Regions from separate parts of the Rattus norvegicus genome. Here region 2 is linked to region 1. The links are chromatin contacts, called in public Hi-C maps. All regions are on one chromosome and are shown on one strand. Each heading gives the region's core, a stretch centred on a gene start, on an enhancer-like site or on the middle of the called end of the contact. The rest is flanking DNA. Distances are from core to core; before and after follow the strand shown. Region 1 holds the start of Atp6v1h (ATPase H+ transporting V1 subunit H). Region 2 holds the start of Tcea1 (transcription elongation factor A1).

Evidence for each region. A called contact is a pair of places that touch in the nucleus more often than the background predicts.
Region 2: a Hi-C map of prefrontal cortex shows a contact between it and region 1, with 2.2 times the contacts expected there. The contact joins the promoter of Tcea1 here to the promoter of Atp6v1h in region 1. A contact is called at or near these places in 2 of 12 Hi-C or Micro-C datasets (mammary epithelial cells and prefrontal cortex).

Annotation. Positions count from the first base shown.
Region 1 is chr5:19,269,080-19,273,039 of GRCr8, reverse strand. It overlaps Atp6v1h (ATPase H+ transporting V1 subunit H), which reads left to right and starts at 2,000. Exons shown (of 14, transcript NM_001398985.1): 1 at 2,000-2,182; 2 at 3,334-3,478. The coding sequence starts at 3,366.
Region 2 is chr5:19,464,051-19,467,761 of GRCr8, reverse strand. It overlaps Tcea1 (transcription elongation factor A1), which reads left to right and starts at 1,258. Exons shown (of 10, transcript NM_001025735.1): 1 at 1,258-1,403. The coding sequence starts at 1,341.

The DNA.
Region 1 (3,960 bases), core at 751-3,250:
CAGACATCCTCAGTGGTTTCTGGGTACCAAATATCAGTATCCCTCTCTCGTGCTCTAATAGTAACCCTCAAAGTCCCAGTTTCAATTCTAAGAGCTTCTCCTAGAACCTACAAAACACGTACTACATTTGCAAGACAGTCAGTGCAAACAGCTTTGAGACTTGTAGATTTGTTGTGAGTTATTTTACGACACGGTTATTGGGTCAATTCTAGCATTCTCTTGGTAAGCACATCTTCAATTTAGGGTACAGTTTTTACAGTACCCTTTCGGCTGGGTGTAGCTCAGTGCTAGAATATACGTTTGGCATTGTTTCAATCTCTGGACAACCCCATCGCAAAGGGACTTAATTCATAGTATCATTTTGAAAGAAAAATTTCAAGTATGCAGCGTAAAGATTATCTTACAATTACTTAATTGTGTTTGTACATGTGTTTGTCTCCTGGTTCATGTTGTGATGCCCAGGCTGGCCTTCATCTGCCAGACTTCCTCTTCCTGCCCCAATTCCAAGATTACAGACGCGCACTACCATGCCAGGCTGTGGTATTCAGTAAAAAAAAAATTACATTAAAATTTTATTTATGTACGTATTGTGTATGGCTGTGGGCATGCACACTGAGCACTGAGTGAGTGGACGCCAACAGACAACTTTCAGAGAGCCTGTTGTCACCTTTCACCTTGTGGGTCTGACGATTGAACTCAATGGTTGGATTTGGTGACAATGCCATTGTTTACCAGGAGAGCATTTCCATGGCCCAGAACTATCCAGTTTTAAAGAGGTAACATGGCTCTACTTCAGGGTTGGGAAATAGCAGTTTGCGGAGTGCTTGTCTCACTCAAGGAGGCTCTGGGTCTAATCCCCAATATGGCTAAAAACAAAGTTTTCCTTCAGAAAAACAAGGCATATTATGTAAGGTCTAAGATATGGGCTCTTTTCTATTAGCAACTTGCCCTTTGTATTCTTATCCAGCAACTTACATTAAATCAGGGTGTATCCTTCCACATAATTTCTGACGGAAAATTGGGCCCATGATGTCCTAACCTAATGAACCGGTGAAACTAAACCCGTGAAGCTATCAACTTGCTGGGCAAAGGGGAACCAAAGGCTGAAGAAACGAACAGGTTAAGGATCAGGAGAGCTGCTTGGGTTATCCAGGTGAAACTTGGATACCTCTTTTGAACTATGGTCCGTGATGGTGATAGTGACTTAGAACACAGAGGGTAGAAGAACAGATTCTCCTGAGCCTCTAGCATAAAGTCATTCCGGCCTAAAGCAGTTCTGGAGGGAGAGACCCATTTTTCTGGACTTCTGACCCAGACACCTGAAAGACGATGAATTTATGCTTCATTTAAACCACTATAATTGTGGTAATTTGTTGCAGTAGTGGTAGAAAATCAATATCATCTCCTACATTTTTTTCTTTTATAACTCATGATGGTTTTTGAAACTTGACCTCAAAAAGATTTTTTTTTAAAGTAACAATATACTGTTTTTTGTTTGTTTGTTTTTTAGGTACATTCCTTTGTGTGCTTTTTTACTTGCCTCCAACACTATTATATATATTTTGGTATAATCTGAAGACAAGGCCAGCTCAGGCCTTTGGGTTTAAGATAGGATGTGAGAAATATATACGCTGAGAGCAAGTGAAGTTAGGTAAACAATGAGTAACGTTTTTCTGAAATATATATTACTGGTTAAGCCTGTAACCGTGGGTCTATGACTCATTTTTCAGTCTGAGTTTTATGCTTAAAATCTGAGTATAAATGCCTGGTCCGAAGAGATGGTTAAGTCAAACAAACCAAAAATACTCAAAGGTCATAAACCAAATTTCTCCAAAGACTGATGTCAGGAGCTTTGGCTTTTTTGGTAAGGGCGACTTGCTGGGTGGGAATTTTGCCATTTTAAAGCACCCGAGGAATTGGCCCCTGTCCGGCCGCCTAGTGCGCGGTGCTAGCACTTTTGGGCCCTCTCGGCTTCCGCGGTCCACTGCGGTCACGTGCCGCTGCTCACGTGCCCAGACGCTGCTGTCACTTTGCAGCTGTTCCGGCTTTTTCCGTGAGAGCCTCTTAACGTCTGTCGCGGAGTCGCCTTCCCATTGCTCTGGGCTTTCCGTGGCCACTGAGGCTTCGGAGCTCGACCCGCACCTGCCTGCCCTTGTGGCCCTCACTCCCCGAGGCTATCCAGGTGAGGCCGCCTGGGGCCCCTCTTCGGCTCCCGAGAGCGGGCTGCTTTCCCTGCGGGCCGCGCCAGGGTCTGCGGAGCTGCAGGGCCTTCACCGCAGAGGGAAGTAGAGGACGTGCGGGGGTGGGCAGGCTTGGGCCAGGGCCTGGGTAGAGTCGCCGAGGCCCGGAGCCTCCCCGGAAGGCCGCACTGTGCCCTCGGGTTCCAGCCTTTCCTGGATGGAGCCGGTTCTACCTGGGACCCGCAGTCCGCGCTGACCTTGTTTGTTTAGGCAGCAAGTCCCCACAAGGAGAATTTAAGTTCCACACTGACTAAGCACATTGGGAACGCGGAGTAGAATTTAGGTATGATTTGCCTTTCCTCCTTTTGCTCGTGGGCAAGAACGTAAGTTTTGGGAATGGAGAGTTCGGTGTTTGCATTTTAGTAAAGTAAGGTGTAACATGTCTATTAAGTTGACTGATGTTTTATTTTTGTAGCTCATTATTGTACATTTTTTCTTGTCAGAATAGACTCCTATCGTTGGCTGTACCCAAGTTGGAAAGGAAATTTCTTTCAATATTGATTTCGAAAAATGTTTTGTCAATTTCTGTTTGAAAAGAAGGCACTGGTGTTTGAAAAAATTTACCATACCACTTGGTATATTTTATTTTGAATCAGTGATTTTTAAAGGAATTAATATAACGTCTTTGCAAATTGAAGCCTAATGGATGCCATTTAAATACCATAGTTGGCCCTTTTCGGTGTTTTAGTTTTTGTATGAGAGATTTGAACATGAGTGAACAGATTTAGAGCAGTGGACTTTGGGGCTATTTTTAGCATATTCAAAGACCTGGGTATGATTGCACTAAAGGTGGTCAAAGAGTTCTGCTTAATATTCTGTTTAGTTTTAATTTTGCTGTCAGCCTCTTAAATGGTCATTTTAAAAGTTTCAAAGTATATTGCAGCTAATAATTAAAAACTCTTCCCTGGAAAAGAACAAGCCAACGGAAAGACCTTTTAAGGGGTGGTAGACAAAATTTGAAATTGATTAATGCCGTTCGGAGCTAGGATCTTTACTACTCAAGCTAAGTGAAATGAACGTGGTTGTATTCATACTAGTAGTTCAAAAATTAAAATGCCTGCTATTCTGTTTTTATCTTGGCCCTAAATTGAAGGTCTGTGAAACATTCAAAATCATAAAGTTTAGATGACCAAGATGGACATTCGAGGTGCCGTGGATGCTGCTGTCCCAACTAACATCATTGCAGCCAAGGCTGCTGAAGTTCGTGCCAACAAAGTGAACTGGCAGTCCTATCTTCAGTGCGTACTGTTTGTTGTGAGTCATGGGTGTCTTGTGCTTTTGCCTCAGGCTCTTTCATGGTCATGCTTCGATGAGAGAAATACTGGAAAAATACTAATAAATTAATTGTAACATTTCCTCCTCTCCAGAGCTAGCTGTCTCAGGGTGTCTGCCTGGTATGGTAGGACAGCTTGGGGAAATAGAACAGTTCACAGTAGTTATTTTATTTTATTTAACTGTGTATTTAACTGTTTTTGCCTACATGTACGTATGTATGTGTGCCACATGCATGCTAGTGCTCTCTGAGCTTAGAAGAGGGTCTCAGATACCTTGGAACTGGAGTTACAGATGGTTGTAATACACACACGTGTGTTTATGTGCTGAGTGCCATGCCTTTGCAAATCAGAGCAAATCTGCAAGAACTGGTTCTCTGGTACTGGGGATCAAACTGAGGTTGCCAGGCTTAAGTGGAAGGTGCATTCTTCCCCCACCCTCAACCCCG
Region 2 (3,711 bases), core at 9-2,508, 200 kb before region 1:
AATTCCCAGCACAGAGTTGTGCATTCCTGTAACCACAACGCCTGGGAGTCTAGAAGATGCCAGTCAGCTTAGCTGACAACCTAAACTTCTAGTTCAGGGAGAGACCCTGTCTTAAGGCAGTGAAGTGGAGACCAGATATTTTGAACCATAAAAGCCTTAGTATAGGGAGAATCTTACTAAGTGGTAGATTTTGATTAATGGTAATTAACTTTGAAACGCTGTTATAACTGAGAATAGTATGAATCGGTAGTAAATGATTTACCTGGCACAGACCCACTTTCTCATCTGCAAATGAGAAAATGATTGTCTCCTCTTTATTACCTCACAAGGAAATTGAAGGAAAAGGACAAAGAAAGCAATGGAAAGTGAGCTGTGGGTGAAAAATGGTACTGAACTATTTCTTTTCAATAGAAACTGATTGTCTGAAGTGGAATTTACTGTTACCCAGGGAAACTACTTTATTTGCTCATTAATAACTTAAACTTAAACTCATTAATAACTTAAACTTAACCCAGGGAAATTACTTTATTTGCTCATTAATAAACTTAAAGCGTGAAAAGACACGTTAGTTAAACACCACGGTCTTCTTTCATGCTTGGTGACACATGTTTAATTAAACACAAAATGTGTTTTGGTTAAGTTTTTCATGGGAAAGAAGACATTTTAAGGTTTAAAGTCTGTAATGTTCAGTGGTTCCTGACTTACTAAAAACTTTCACACAACGTTTTACAGAAGTAAAAACAATCCCAGACACTATACTCGTAAGTTTTCTACCTTGGCTTTTTTTTTTTTTTCTAAGGCACAATTCTCAGGGCCTTCTTTTAAGTCGGTTTTCACCCCCAGGCGATAAGGTTTGAATAGCCGAGACCAAGAATGACCCTCGGTGCTCATGCACTTGAAGCCCTCGGCTATGCCCGCCCGGCGTCCCAAAGAGCGCGGTTCCGGAGGGGTTCCCTTGGAACCGGTAGCTGTCTACCGCCTAGTGCCGGTGTCTCTCCGGCATGACAACCAGGGTAATCCGACTCTTAACTCTCCAGCAAGGAGAGTCCGGAAAGATCCGGAAGTTCCAGACTGAAGGGGCCGGGAATACATTAAGAGGACTGCGCGCGCCAGAGCGAGCGACTTTTGCTTTCCAGACTCCCGCGATCGATTGGTAGCGCCTGCGCGTTGCGCGTGGCGCTCGACTGATACTACCTAGGGGGTGGAGCGTTTGCCTCCGCCGCCGCGGGCCGGGTCTGTGAGGAAGGCCTAGGCCGTGGGCTTCGGGGCTCGTCGAGCGTCTGCGCAGCTTCTCTCGCTTCCCGTCCGCTGTGGCCGGGCGAGAGGGGCCTTCCGGAGCCATGGAGGACGAGGTGGTTCGCATTGCCAAGAAGATGGACAAAATGGTGCAGAAAAAGAACGCGGTGAGCGGGCGGGCCCCGGGCAGGCCGCGGCCGAGACCGTGACACCGGCTCACGCGGAGTCAGTCAGGGCCGGGCCGCGCGCCCTCCGGGCTTACACGTCTGTGCTGGGGACGGCCGCAGTGAGCCCAGGACTGAAGCCGTCAGCGGCTGAGAGAATGTACGGTGGCCGCCGCCGGTTACCTCAGAACGGCTTCGCTGGGTGGCGCGGTCAGTTTCAGACGGGCCATAAAGTGTGTTTATCCCAGCTCTACCTTCGACCCACTTCGTAATTACAAACAGAAAATAACGCGGTCTCTTAGCAAGTAGGCCTGGGTGCGATTTGCCGGACAGCTAGAGTTTGAAACCTCACCAGCCGGCTGCTGGTAGGTGGGTATGGTGCTGAGGTAGTGGCGGGACGGATGCTATCCTCCGGTCATTCATTGGTCTGTGTTTGAGTCCACCGGTGTGTACCACTTTCCATCCGTTTGCTTCACACTTGACCTCCCTTAAGCCAACTTCACCTGAATTTGTTCTTCCGTACTCAGCAGATTTGCATTCTCAAAAATACCAGAGACGGTTCCCGTTCGTGAAGTAAAAGCCGTGCAGAGATGCTTACATTTGTGGAGTGCTTTACAGACCTCTGCAAAATTCTTTTGTGACTAGGACCCAGCTGTGAGTGCATGGTCTCTCGGTTTTATGAGTCCAGAAACTTAAAGTATTGTTGCTTAAATACTGTGTAGTTTTGGTTGAGCCAGGAGCTCGCTGATTGACCACTCACTGCCTGCTTAGGAATTAGTGGTAATAACAAATAACTTAAGACTTCAGACAACCCCGGTTCCTCTTTCTTCAACAGGTGCGTTGCTCAGCATCTAATTTCATGCCCCGTTAAGCTGTATGTGTGATTTTGGTCTTTTCAAATATTTCCTGTTTGTTTTCTGTTCCAGATATTAGCCTGTGTTGTTTATCTTCCTTACCGATTGAGCCATTTCATTCCTTGATGAAGGAAATGAATTCTTGTTATACGAAAGGTTGAACATTTTTTTGGATTAAATTGGGAAACTTCTCAGTCTGCCTGGAGGTTACCAGATTGCCACAGAGGAAGCTCTCGGGTGGAGATGGGGGGAATCATTAACTTGGTAACTTATTTTCCCAAATACATCAGGACAGACTTAAAGTCACTCTCAAATCTGCTTTCTTTTATTTATTTATTTATTTATTTATTTATTTATTTATTTTGTATATGAGTACACTGTAGCTGTCTTCAGACACACCAGAAGAGGGCATCGGATCCCATTACAGATGGTTGCGAGCCACCATGTGGTTGCTGGGATTTGAACTCAGGACCTCTGGAAGAGCAGTCGGTGCTCTTAACCTCTGAGCCATCTCTCTAGCCCTCAAATCTGCTTTCTTGTAGTGCAAAACTTTAACCAGTGTGAAAATTTTCCCTGAAAAAGAAAGAGAAAGCTGGTTCTTTTAATTGCTTTTTCTTTCATTTTCCTGTTCTGAAATTCAAACAGGCTGATGAAATAAAAAGATCAAAATGACACTATACATTCTAAAATTTAAAAACCTGTGTGTGTGTGTACATGACTAGGTCAGAAGACGACTCGAGGATTTCTTTGTGTAGCCCTGGCTGTCCTGGAACTTGCTCTGTAGATTAGGCTAGCTTCAATCTCAGATCTTCTGCCTCCTGAGTGTTGGCATTACAGGCATTGGCCTAGGACTGAACTCTCTTATTAAGCTTGAAATCAAGTGCCTTTACCTGTTCAGACATTTCTTGGGCACCCCTCCCCGCCAATACACACACACACACACACACACACACACACACACACACTTACTTTTTGAGACTGCGTGTCATAATGTAGTTCAATTACAGTACTGGGGCCATAGTCATGACCATCCCCAACCCCTATTCTTTAGTTTGTTTCGGTTTGTTTTAAATATAGCATCTTGCTGTGTAGCCCAGGCTGACCTGGAACTCTTGAGATTCTCCTGACGTAAGTATCTTTATAAATGGGATTATAGGCATGAACTGTGACAGGAGCTATTTTTAAGTTATTTCAGACCATAAAAGTGAAAACTGCTTGAAGCGTGATAGTTGCCACTACTTTTTGATAAAATTTCATTTTAATAAAATTATAGTTAGGTGTCAATTAAAACCATCTACCAATTTTTGAACTAGTACTCCAAACCATGTTTTCTGCTAACTCCAGTAGTTACCAATCTTACCTTGTTTATTACTCAGATAATTTTACTAGGTTGGTAGTCCCATCCTAACTAGTTAAGAGCTCTTCAATTTTTTTTTTAAAATTTACATTTCAAATGT